Linked DNA regions of Sus scrofa: regions 1 and 2 are each linked to region 3. A link is a contact called in public Hi-C and HiChIP or PLAC-seq data. All regions are on one chromosome and are shown on one strand. The core of a region is the stretch at or near the end of the contact, and the rest is flanking DNA. Distances in the headings are between cores, read along the strand shown. Region 1 holds the start of CHRNA9 (cholinergic receptor nicotinic alpha 9 subunit). Region 2 has its middle 21 kb from the start of CHRNA9. Region 3 holds the start of LOC110262080.

Region 1 (3,868 bases), core at 1,227-3,726, 240 kb before region 3:
GCTCTGGGACCAGGAAGAGGCCAACTGGTTATCTTGTGTTCATCTTCCTCTCCATACAAAGTCCAAAATCCATAGGCCAGCTTCTAGTGGGCCCATTCGGACTTAATCTTAGTAGTATCATGGATTATTGACACATGATCCCAGACAAGGGAACACCCTATTATGGGTTGAATTGTGTCTCGAAAAAGTTCACATATTGAAATCCTGGCCCCGGGCACTTCAGAATGGGACCTTACCTGGAATAGGGTCATTGTAGATGTAAAAGGATAAAAAGAGATCATAGTGATGTCAGATGGGCACCTAATCTTATATGACTGTCTCCTCATACAAGGGAAAATGTGGAGACAGAGCCCACCCAGGGAGGATGCTATGTGAAGAAGAAGGTAGAGATTAGGGTGATGCTTCTGCAAGTCAAGGAACCAAAGACTGCAGCAACCGCCTGTGAAGCTAGCGGAGAGACACAGAACAGAGTCCTCCTCAAAGTCCCAGAAGGAACCAACCTCACCTGCATCTTTGTTTTGCACTTCTAGCTCCCAGAACTGTGAGACAGTACATCGCTGCTGGTTAAGCCACCCTGTTTGTGGTACTTTGTTCCAAGAGCCCCAGAAAACTTCTAATACAGCTTCTCACCTGAAAAGGGGACTGTAACTCTACGGTTTTATGTCCTACTGTTTCACTATCTGAGGTTTTAAGACCACCACGCAGGGCCTAGGAATATGAACTGGCTTCGTGCACGTTTTGAACATTCCCCTTTCATGGTGCTTACATGCTGTTACATCAACGAGTTCATTCCTGAGAAACCTGTACTTACTTGTTATACAGGACAATATCCGGCCTCCACACCAGGTCGCTGGGGATCCTGATGGAGTCCAGTCCATCATACATGTCTCTATCCCACGTGAGATATGCGTCATGCCAGATTTGGCGGATCCATAAATAGGCAGTCAGAATTTGGTTTCTTTCATCCTGCACAATTAACCTGGATTTAACTTTGTCCAACAGACTCCTCAACCCAACACACTGTCTCTAGAACACCTGCCTTCAAAATAGGAATTCAAGAGGGCTAACCTAGTTCCTATAAATAAGTAAGAGTTTTCCCAGTCTATCCCCTTGATTGACCACCAAGGCCATGTTTTTTCCTGCTTGATTCAGTGTTCCGAATGAAAAGTGGACAAACATTTAAATCATCAGATCTTTGCATGGATCAACAGCCCAAATAGCTCTGAAAATTGATCAACTGATATTCACGTGAATGAAAAAGTCAAGAAATATCTACAGCGTAGAGAAGAATTAAATTAAACACACATATGCACTAAATAAGGTATGTCCTCTTAAAACACCACCTTTCTTTTTAAATTGGGATAAAATATGCAGTACATGAAACTCACTAATTTAACCATTTTAACACGTATCATTCAGTGGCTTGCAGTTTATTCACGAGGTTGTGCAACCATCACCACTCTGTAACTCCAGAACATTGATAACCCCCAAAAGAAACCCTATGACCATCAAGCAATCACTATTCCCTGTCATCCCACAGCCCCTGGCAACTACTACTCTGCTTTCTGTCTCTATGGTTTTGCCGATTTTGCACATTTTGTAGAAACGGAACCTGCCATGTGTAACACCACCTTTCTTTAGATGATCCAAGTCTGCTAATGTTAATGGCAACATTTAGTGAAATTAATTTTGCAGGAAGCTTTCTTTTCCTAGAGTCTCCTTCTCCCACTGGATTGCGCAAAGAACAATTTGTTCTCATTCCCTCTTAAATTCCCAGCTAAAACATTCCCTTTGGAAAGCACTGGTAGCTTCATTCTAAACATTCCAAAGAGTCACCACGACATATTACTCACCATATCCTTAATCTGAGAAAGTGTAATCTGGAGCGTGACATTCAGGACTTTATCTGTATCCTCTACTGGACGAAGAGCATTGGAATAATCTTCAAAAAGGTCGTTAAACAACTTCTGAGCATATTTTCCATCTGCTGTGTCTACGGCTGCTTGAAAAGAGGGACCCGGATCAACTTTCGGGGTCATGTGTATTTCAAGGCAAAGAACAACAGACCGAGGACCAGCAATGTGAATGACCCAGCAACAGATTGGGACAAGCTCTGGGTGCATAGGAGTCATTTTCCTGGCACGCCCTACCAGGAGCAGCACAAGTCAGTAAGAAGGCAGATTACTTCCTCGTAGCTAGATCATTTGTTCTGTTTCCCAGCTCATCCCACATCCCACCAAAGACGTGGCCCCAGATGAGCCAAGATGGTTACACATCCACCAGCCTCTTACCTCCCAGTCTGGAGGCAGCAAAGTAAATCCAGCAAAAGGAGATGCAGGAATGGGGCCAGTTCATCTTTTCCCTAAGCCTGTATAAATTCCCAGCACAGTCTTCTACTTCGCTTTGTGAATGGGAAGGATCTGGGCACAGCAAACCCAATCTGCCACTGTCCACGCAGCAGATGGAGAGCTTGGGCTTGCAGCCCACAGACAGCCCAAGGTCCCGAGATCCTCCCCTCGGTAATCCGAGACTGGCAGCTCCCGCAGCTGAGATGCCAGGAGTCCCAAGCGGGTTAGGTCAGGTGGTGCTGCTCTGGGGGGGGGCCGTCCCAGTTGAAGGTCCCTAGCTACCACTGGCAGGGACATCCAGACCAAACTTTGAATGGAAGATAAGTAGGAGCCTTCCCCCCAACCCCCGCAAGATCCCATCTGAGCAGATGTCTATACCCACAATGAGAAGATTCTGCCTGAGTCTGGACACTAAGGAAAGTTGAACTGACCCAGGCATGGGGCAGCAGTCCGGAAAGGCTCTATGTGCCTTTTTTTGTTGGTCTTTTTAGGCAAAACCCGTGACATATGGAGGTTCCCAGGCTAGGGGTCAAATCGGAGATATAGCTGCTGGCCTCCACCACAGCCAGAGCAACGTCAGATCCTTAACCCACTGAGCAAGACCAGGGATCTAACCTGCATCCTCATGGATACTAGTCAGATTCATTTTCACGGAGCCACGACGGGAACTCCTAGGCTCTATGTGCTTTGAGTGGCATTTGAAGAGGGAAAGAAGAGCAGTTCCACGATCTGCAGAACAGACTGACATTTGGGTGTCTTCTCTGCCCTCCGCTTCTCATCACTTCCTCAGTTGTCCCACTGGGCACTGATCTTGTATAGTAATGAGTGTGAGTGGCTGTGGGAGGAGGTGGGAGGTGAGGGTGGGGGTGGGAGTTGGATAAGAGGAGAGCATCCTTTCTCTTCAGAAGCAGCAGCAGCACTGTGATTTGGATTAGGAGTGGAAGACCTGGGTTTGAACGCCAGCCCAAACACTGCCTCGCTCTAGAATACTGAGCTTTCCTGAGCTAGAGACTGGAAAATAATACTCTCTATACTATCAATAATAATAGGATATTAGAGACATTCTATAAATAGTGTTCTCCCAGAACTATTGGGATAGTGTATAAAGAAGCACTTTGCAAATGGTACAGCACTACGCAAAGGTTAGTCATTTTTATCTCTGACCAGCTTTGTAGATACAGAATTTCTGTATTTACCAAGTTATCCAAGGTTTACTAGTTGTTTAAAAAAAAAAAGTCGGAGTTCCTGTCGTGGCTCAGTGATTAGCGAATCCGACAGGGAACCATGAGGTTGCGGGTTCGATCCTGGCCTCACTCAGTGGGTTAAGGATCTGGCATTGCCGTGAGCTCTGCTGTAGGCGGAAGATGCGGCTCGGATCCTGCACTGCTGTGGATGTGGCATAGGCAGGTGGCTACAGCTCTGATTCGACCCCTAGCCTGGAACCTCCATATGCCACAGGAGCAGCCCTAGAAATGGCAAAAAGACAAAAAAAAAAAAAAAAAGTCAAAAGCTAACCAAAT
Region 2 (3,806 bases), core at 841-3,340, 220 kb before region 3:
GGCCAGAGCCTGTCAGGGGGTCTCCTGACTGCAGGTCAACGTCCTCCCCACACCCAGCGCCCTTGGTCGTGGCCTGCCTCCTTTGAGGGCTGGCACTGTCTGATGTCCCCTGTGGGAGGACAGTGGGAGCTGAGGGCTTTGGGTCCTAACCTTACTCTGGACATACCTGTGCCACACATGGCTCCCTGGAGGGCGGCCCTAAGAGGAAGACAAAACAAACCTGGATGTAAACTGCCAGAGGCGTTCCCTCTGGCAGGGAAGCCGGCTTCTTGTTCCCAGGTCCATCAGTGTCCCAGCAGGTCAGAGTAGAACCCTGCGTTTGACCTGGGAACCACCAGATTCCAGTTGGAACAGAAGATGCTAAGTGAATAGCTTCCACCTTTGAGCCAAATCCAATGTTGTAACAACCGGCTACGTATATGCTCAAGATGCTAAGCTCCTAGAGAGAGAGATCTGGATTTCAATTCTTTAGGTTGCAAGCCTCTCAGTGGGGGGTTAAGAAGTCACTTATTGTTTTTGATGGGAGCAAATGTTTTCAGATAAAAATTTAAATTGTTGGCTAGTTTTCCAGTCCAATCAGGCCCTGGGAGGTACGTCCTGATCAGAACTCTGCTGCTAAATCCACCCTTCCTGCAAATATTTACTGAATGCTGGGCAGAGAGTTTACAGAAGAATGAATACATTATCCCTTCCTTCAAGATGTCTATGGGCTTTGTGGAGAAAAAAAAAATTTCTTCTAAGAAAATGTGAATAATAGTAAGAGAGTTAAACAAGTAATATGCCTTTAAGACTATGCCTTTAAGGGGTGATTCACTGTCAAATGAGAAGTTTAGCGAAATGAAAAGACGTTGGCCCCCAGGGTGGACTGACTGAAAGGACATGGGGTGGCAGGAGAGGACATCTCAGCAGAAGGAAAAGAGCAGATCCTTTGGAACTTGGGGTTTGATCTTCTGTTCTGCCATTTATTAGCTACATATCTCGGGCATATTTGAACCTCTCTGTACCTCAGTTTCCTCATTGGAAAATCAAGGATAATGTTATCCACCTCATGGGCTCCATGGAGCATCCAAGAGCACCAACATTTTTTTTTCTTTTGGGATTTTAGGGCTGCACCCGCGGCATATGGAGGTTCCCAGGCTAGGGGTTGAATTGGAGCTGTAGCCACCAGCCTACACCACAGACAAAGCAATGCCGGGTCCAAGCCATGTCTGTGACCTACACCACAGCTCACGGCAACGCTGGATCCTTGATCCACTGAGCAAGGCCAGGGATAGAACTTGCGTCCTCATGGATGCGAATCAGATTCGCTTCCACTGAGCCATGATGGGAACTCCCAAGAGCACCAACATTTAGCACAAACACTTGTGCTAAGCCCTGGAGTACAAAGATGGAAAGGGAAGGGTCTTTCCCTCAAGGGCTACCACATGAAAAGGGGTCGGTAAATATTAGTCCTCCTCTTCCTCTACTCTCCACCTGTCACTTTAAAGGAGAGGTGGCCAGACCCAGTGGACCACAACTAGGTGGCATTAAGGACGTGAGCTCACAAATTTGGAGACAGAATAAGCTCTTTACATCCACTATGAAGAATTCCTGCTCTCTGGTCCCACCTTCTACTAGGAAGTGCATCTGTACCTCCTGAGGCCAGAACTCCCGATTTGCAGCTTCTCCCTTGAGTTTTGGTGAAGTCTGCCGGGAGTCAAGGTCAAAGGCAGTAACCTAGTCAATTCTTATTACCCAAAATGCCTGCTGTTTACTTAATTTTTTGTAATTACAAAAGCCAACCACTAGGGGGCATAAGATCGAGAAGCTGAGCAGTGACCCCATTCATCACGAAAAATGCCTTTTGTTTTCTCGCGGAAGAATGTGGTCGGGGTCCACAAAGCATACATTGTGGGCTGAGAACAATACCTTTTGCACCTTCTACAAACTCTTTGTAAAGAACACAGCTCCCTTGAGCCTAAAAAGCATTCTTAACTCAGCCCATCCTCCATAGCCCATCACGTTGGGCCAAGGGTTTCCCAGCTCTGATTCCATTTTTCAGCGTTTCCTTCTGTTTAAAAGCCCTTTGGCTCAGCAGGATTGTCTGTAATGGTAGTAAATGGCTCACATGATGATGAGGCAATCTTTTCACATCTTGAACTGCAATCTGTCTTTACACCACTGTCTGAATCCGCAGCCCATGGTTCTCAGAAAAGCCATCCACCTGAGATTATTGGTTTGGGCTCTGGTTCCCCACCCCCGCCCCACCCCAATTTCCTACACCATTTGCAGAGACTTGAATATCTCTCATTCTCTTCCTGCCTATGGCAATCCTCATTAAAATCAAGCACTCATTTACCAGAAAAAAGCAAAGACAAAAACCCTCTGAGGTCACAATAACTCAAGTCCCTGTGACAAAGCTTGTTTTTCCTTGCAGGAGGAGTCTGGTTTCGCAAGGGTTCATCTCTTCTTACATTTTCTGAGACACTCACGCACACTCCAGCAACAATGGGAAGGAACATGATTTCCCAAGCAGGTTGCCTAGAAACCACTCCAGTGTTTCTGAAACTAATTTAAACATGAAAATTCAGCCCCTGACTCATGCCAGGAATGCATGCAATGGTTTTCTCAGTATTTTACTTTCTTTTTCTTTCACATTACAAAATAATGCCTGCTCATTGCCTCCAAATTGAAAAGAATTTGAAAATATAAATGTCTTGGATAGGGAAAAATTCCCCCAAATCTTGCTATCAGAAGCAACCACTGTTGTCATTTGGGTATATTTTCTTCCAGGATATTTTTTCTCCTATGCAACATCATTGATATTAATACTAAATTTACATAGATCGTGCTTTTTCCACTTACCAGAGCATCAGCATTTCCCTATCTGGCTAAAATTTTCAGAAAATTGATTTTTTAAATGACTGCATTGTATTAGAGTCCATTTTCCTTTATTTACTTAACCGTTCTCTTCATGCTAGACATTTAGGTTATTTCCAATCCAATACCATCTTAATAAATGTTGTCGTGATCATCTTGGTACAAAACATTTACTAGATATATTCCCTCAGGAGGAAAATCAAAACAGGAATTTCAAAAAGTCTGAATATTTTAAAAACCTTTTTTTGAAAATATTGAACCGTTTATGATTTTTAAAAAAATTTTAAGCAGTATATTAGAAAGTAAATTTCCCTCTCTTTTCTGCCTAGGACCACTTCCTAGAGGTAACCACTGCTACCAAACATTTTCTATGAATATAGAAGAACATATATATTGTCTGCTTATTTGACGCTATGTATGCATTGTTCCACCACTTGCTTTTTTCCCTTATTGTATCTTGGACATTTTTCTACATCGGTCTAAACTGATCTGTTCTTTTAAAAAGTTGCACAACATTCCATTAGATGACGTACTATCACTCATTTGCCTTGGACAGATCTTTTTTTTTTTTTGCCTTTTAGGGCCACACCCGTGGCACATGGAGGTTCCCAGGCTAAGGGTCTAATCGGAGCTACAGCTGCCAGCCTACATCACAGGCACAGCAACACCAGATCTGAGCCGCATCTGCGAACTACACCACAGTTCACGGCAACGCCAGATCCTTAACCCACTGATCGAGGCCAGGGATCGAACCCACGACCTCATGGTTCCTAGTTGGATTTGTTTCCGCTGTGCCACAGAGACTCCCTGACCGGAACTTCTTAATGCACTCATTGCACAGTCAGTGAGCTGAGCTCCCAGCAGTGGGTCTGAATCTACACCATTCTGCTCCCACCATATCTTCACCTGGCCAGGGAACAGGTGGTGGCAAAGTCACAGCTTTACCC
Region 3 (3,925 bases), core at 1,007-3,506:
AGAATTTTTAAGTGAGGGAAAGAGGCAGCTGCAAATCAGTCATTGTTTTCTGAGAAGCCAGGTTCATCTCCAGGATTTTCTTCTCTGAGCTCAACCAATCCCCACCTTTTCTGAGTTAACCAGTCTCCAGGCAAGCAGCGCTTCTTGATTGGCTTAAAGATGTCGAGTAGAAAAACCAGCCAATCCTGCCTTCAAGTCAGAACTGTGCTATGGAGACATTACAACCACTGCATGGCGAGAATGTGTACAAACCTGTCCGTGCCACAAATATCAGATCCTAGTTCTAGAGACTGTTGCCGAAAGGAAGATTCTTTAAAGCCAACACTGAGCGTGATCTACACTTTTTTAAATAATTACTCTAGCTCTCTTTATAAGAGAGGACCCCCCCCCAAAAAAAGACACGTTTTAACCAAAAGAGCTTAAGGAATAAACTGCCCCGGGTCAGATGACTCACTCTATCGAAGGATTTCCAAATGGACCTCTCTCGGAGAGGGTCCGGATCTCAGCAGGGCTCAAAGCGAGGATCAAAGTTGCCGTGGGGGAGGGGGGGGGAACGAGGATCAAAAGGGCACAGACCCCAGGAACCGTGAATGCCTCCCAGCAGTTTCCAAAATCGAAACGTGCGATGTGAAAGGTTGTGTTTGGATTTCGAGAAGTGAGTAAATAAACGGCCCTGCAAGGACTACGTGCTCGGGAGGGTGGCCCGAAGTTGCAATAAGGCTCCGCCTGGGAAAAGCTCCGGCGCTCGGAGGGCCGCGAGGTCAAGTCCCCGCGGGAATCGACAGGGAGGCCCCCGGGGGGCGAGAGGGGTGTGTCAAGGGCCTGGAGGCCCGCCAGGGACTAGGAGGCAGGGGAGGCGACCGCGGCCCCCGCCTTCGCCCGACCTCGGGCAGCACGCCAGGGCCCGCCTCTCGCCGACGCCTCACTCCCCTTCCGTCCGGGCGGCCGGGCCCGCGGGCCGGACTGGAGGCGGCCCGAGCCGGCCTCCCACGTTCGGGGACTGAGGTTTCGGTCGCAGCGCCGCCCGCTGCTGCCTCAGGCCCTCCGCTCCGGTTCGGGGACCCCGGGATCCTTTCCCTCCCGGACCCTCTCCCCGGCCCTGCCTCCCACCCGCTGCCTTTACCTGCTCCAGGAGCGGGCGGAGGGCGTCGAGGCCGGGGCCGCGTCGTCGAGTGTGCGACGCGGCGCCGCGGGTCCGCAGCCCTTTCCCGCCGCCGCCACTGCGCTCTCCGGCGCGGTGCAGGGCTGGCGAGCAGCGACGGCCGCGGGGGGGAGACGCGCGGCGAGTGCCGGGCGGGGAGACACTGCCGCTCTTCGTCCGGTCGGGGAAGAGCAGCCTCACAGCAGCCAGCCGCGAGGGGGCGGGTGGGCGGCCGAATGGGGAGGGGTCTCGGGGAACAGGGAATGGCTGCCACGTCGCCCAGGTGGATCGCCGCCCTCCGCCTCCCCCACCCCCGCTGGCTCCCCGCCGCGACCTCTGGTGCGTCCCCGAGGTCTGCTTGGGCGTCTCGGCCGGCCCGGGCGACCCCTGCCCGCCGGCGCTCCCGCCTTTCCCGCTCCCTAGCGAGCGAGTCCTGGCCTGGCCGGTTCTGCCGCATCGGACCGGTCTTCCCGCCACCCCGCACCTCCGCCAAGAAAGCTCGCCCGAAAGCCTGACGTCTTTTCCCCCTTCCCTTGTCCTGGGGTCACATGGAGGAGCAAGCCCTTTTCAATGGGTCGGAGTTTCGGGAAGGCGGGAGCCGTTTTGAGCTGGTGAACGTAGCACTAAGGGGCCCGAAATTTCTGCGGAAATAAGTGGCGCGGTCGACCACAGCCGTTTCTAAACCTCGCCACTCTCTCAAGCCCCAAAGGCAAAACAGCAACACAAGGTCGTACTCGCTGGTCTAGGCGGGGGAGGAAATGAGAGCGGGGCGGGCCCGCCTGCGCGCGGGTCCCGGCAGCAAGTTGGGAGGGACCGCGGGACGAACCAGGCGGCCTCGGCGTGGCCTAACCGGACTGTTGAGTCGGGAGGTGCAAGGCCACGGCGACTGTAGGCGCGCGAACCCCGCCCCCGCGCGCGCCGCGCTGCCCACCGAAGGTTTCCGGGAGCGCGGCCCGCTGCCCCTCTGCGCGCTCGGGCGGCAGCCTCGGAGCCGAGAGACAAAGGGGTCGGCTGCGGCCCGGACCAGCACTGCCCGGCCCCCGCTGGCGCTGCCAACGCGCGGTCTGAACACGCTGGCAGAAGCACAAAACGAGTGCATGTTTGCAACGTAGAACCGCAGGCGCTGGCCTTTGCCCTGCTTAGAGCTTCAGTTTTCAGGTGCCAAAAAAAGCAAAGATGTTTTCCTCCCTTTTACGATCGCTGTGTTATTAGACCGTGCCCCAAGTCTGCTCCTTTTTTTCTTCCTCCTAAACCCTGCTTTCCTGGGTTTGTTTCTTCTCTGTTCTGACGTGAAATGTTCAGTGTTTTCAGGTACACGAATTTTTCACCCTTGCTTACTGGTGGTGGTGATTACGCTTATTCGTTTTTTCCTCCCTCGGTTCCCTCCCTTTGCAATTACTTTTTATTCCACCATCAGTGTTTTTTCGTAGAGAAAAGAATAAGCCCCTGACAGAGTAATCCTTTGCATCGAAGAATCTCTGTTCATGTTGCTATGGTAATCGCTTTAAACAGAGTGTAAATTTGGGGAAATGCAAGTGAATTTTTATCTTCATATAAGTCCAATTGGAACACCGACTCACGAAAACATTGTAGTGGTTTTTTTCAGAAATCAGAAATATTTAATAGGAAAGGTAACTTTTCTAATGAAACCAACCATACAACTTTTTGTATTTTTAAAAGTCCCTTGAGCCCCTGTTAAGAAATTACAACACAGACATCTCTATTAATACTTTCAGTAACTTGGAAACAGCAAAAATTTTAACAAAGTACTCAGAATCTCAAGATTTAAGTAGCTATTGCTGAGAACCTAACATTATCTCTGCCTTTGAACAACCATTAAAAGTGACTAATAAAGTGATATATGCCACTTTAGGAATGAAAGAACCCTAGTAATTATAAACTTCAAACAAATCTAGCAAGTTAATATTGAGTTTGTTCATATGAAATGTGTTCACCATAATAATAAAAACTGGCAATTAAATTGTTGATTTTTCCATTAATCACATCTTAGGTCTGAACAATAAGAAGAAAATATTCTTAACATTGGAAATATATTTCAAGCCAGCAAGATATAAACCAGGCTGAATATTTAAAGGGAAAAAAAATGTTTGCTTACTATGCCAATAAAAGAAAAACATCTGAAAGTTTTGAAAGTTAGACTCAAATGAAGAACAAAGCAATCTTTACTCAGCATTCACAGGGCCAGCCTTCCTTTGTGAATATTTACAAAGATTTCCTTCTTCCTTATTGGTTTAAATTCTAAGCCAATAGGAAAAGAACACATCTTTTAAAGAATGAGACATAGGCATTAGGTTAAAACACTGGATAAATGGATTGTTTATCAGGCTCATTCTCATTTGAGTTCATGTATCTTTTAATTTCAAAGAGGAAATTTAAGAATCTTTGAATTATCGAGTATCTTGATGTACCTTAATTGCCAAGGTGCTACTCCTGCTCATACTCTGCTCTCTGTAATCTTCCAGTTGGTTATGTTACAATATTTAATTCTCTAAAATGCCAGATGAATCCAAGGAATGGCAAAATGCTCCCACTTAACACTAAATACAATGAGCCCTGGCATGTCTTTTTTTTTTTTTAAACACTATTTTTAAACTGAAGAGACCTAGATTGATTGATTGATTGATTTTGTCTTTTTGCCATTTCTTGGGCCGCTCCCGCGGCATATGGAGGTTCCCAGGCTAGGGGTTGAATCGGAGCTGTAGCTGCTGGCCTAAGCCAGGGCCACAGCAATGTGGGATCCGAGCCGCATCTGCGACCTACACC

Evidence for each region. Hi-C and Micro-C count contacts between places; a contact is called where the count stands out from the background. HiChIP or PLAC-seq counts read pairs in DNA pulled down with a chosen protein or histone mark.
Region 1: a contact with region 3 is called in an H3K27ac HiChIP or PLAC-seq map of alveolar macrophages. The contact joins the promoter of CHRNA9 here to the promoter of LOC110262080 in region 3. A contact is called at or near these places in 2 of 5 promoter capture datasets (fetal liver and fetal skeletal muscle), 7 of 47 Hi-C or Micro-C datasets (blood, embryonic fibroblasts, heart right ventricle and 3 more) and 2 of 2 datasets of contacts at active chromatin or transcription factors (alveolar macrophages and skeletal muscle).
Region 2: a Hi-C map of embryonic fibroblasts shows a contact between it and region 3, with 2.7 times the contacts expected there. The contact joins the enhancer-like site here to the promoter of LOC110262080 in region 3. A contact is called at or near these places in 2 of 5 promoter capture datasets (fetal liver and fetal skeletal muscle), 20 of 47 Hi-C or Micro-C datasets (alveolar macrophages, blood, brain and 10 more) and 2 of 2 datasets of contacts at active chromatin or transcription factors (alveolar macrophages and skeletal muscle).

The regions. Positions count from the first base shown.
Region 1 is chr8:31,441,651-31,445,518 of Sscrofa11.1, reverse strand. It overlaps CHRNA9 (cholinergic receptor nicotinic alpha 9 subunit), which reads right to left and starts at 2,476. Exons shown (of 5, transcript NM_001244806.1): 1 at 2,292-2,476; 2 at 1,854-1,999; 3 at 812-966. The coding sequence starts at 2,355.
Region 2 is chr8:31,420,040-31,423,845 of Sscrofa11.1, reverse strand. No RefSeq gene overlaps it. Among named protein-coding and RNA genes, the nearest start is that of CHRNA9, 21 kb to the left of the region's middle. Within about 2 kb of position 2,090, at least 38 of the 83 cell types and tissues checked have an H3K27ac peak or open chromatin away from gene starts, as enhancers often do. A contact at or near this core is called in alveolar macrophages, embryonic fibroblasts, fetal liver and 5 more, where this site is marked.
Region 3 is chr8:31,205,060-31,208,984 of Sscrofa11.1, reverse strand. LOC110262080 reads right to left here and starts at 2,256. Exons shown (of 2, transcript XM_021101118.1): 1 at 1,124-2,256. The coding sequence starts at 1,598.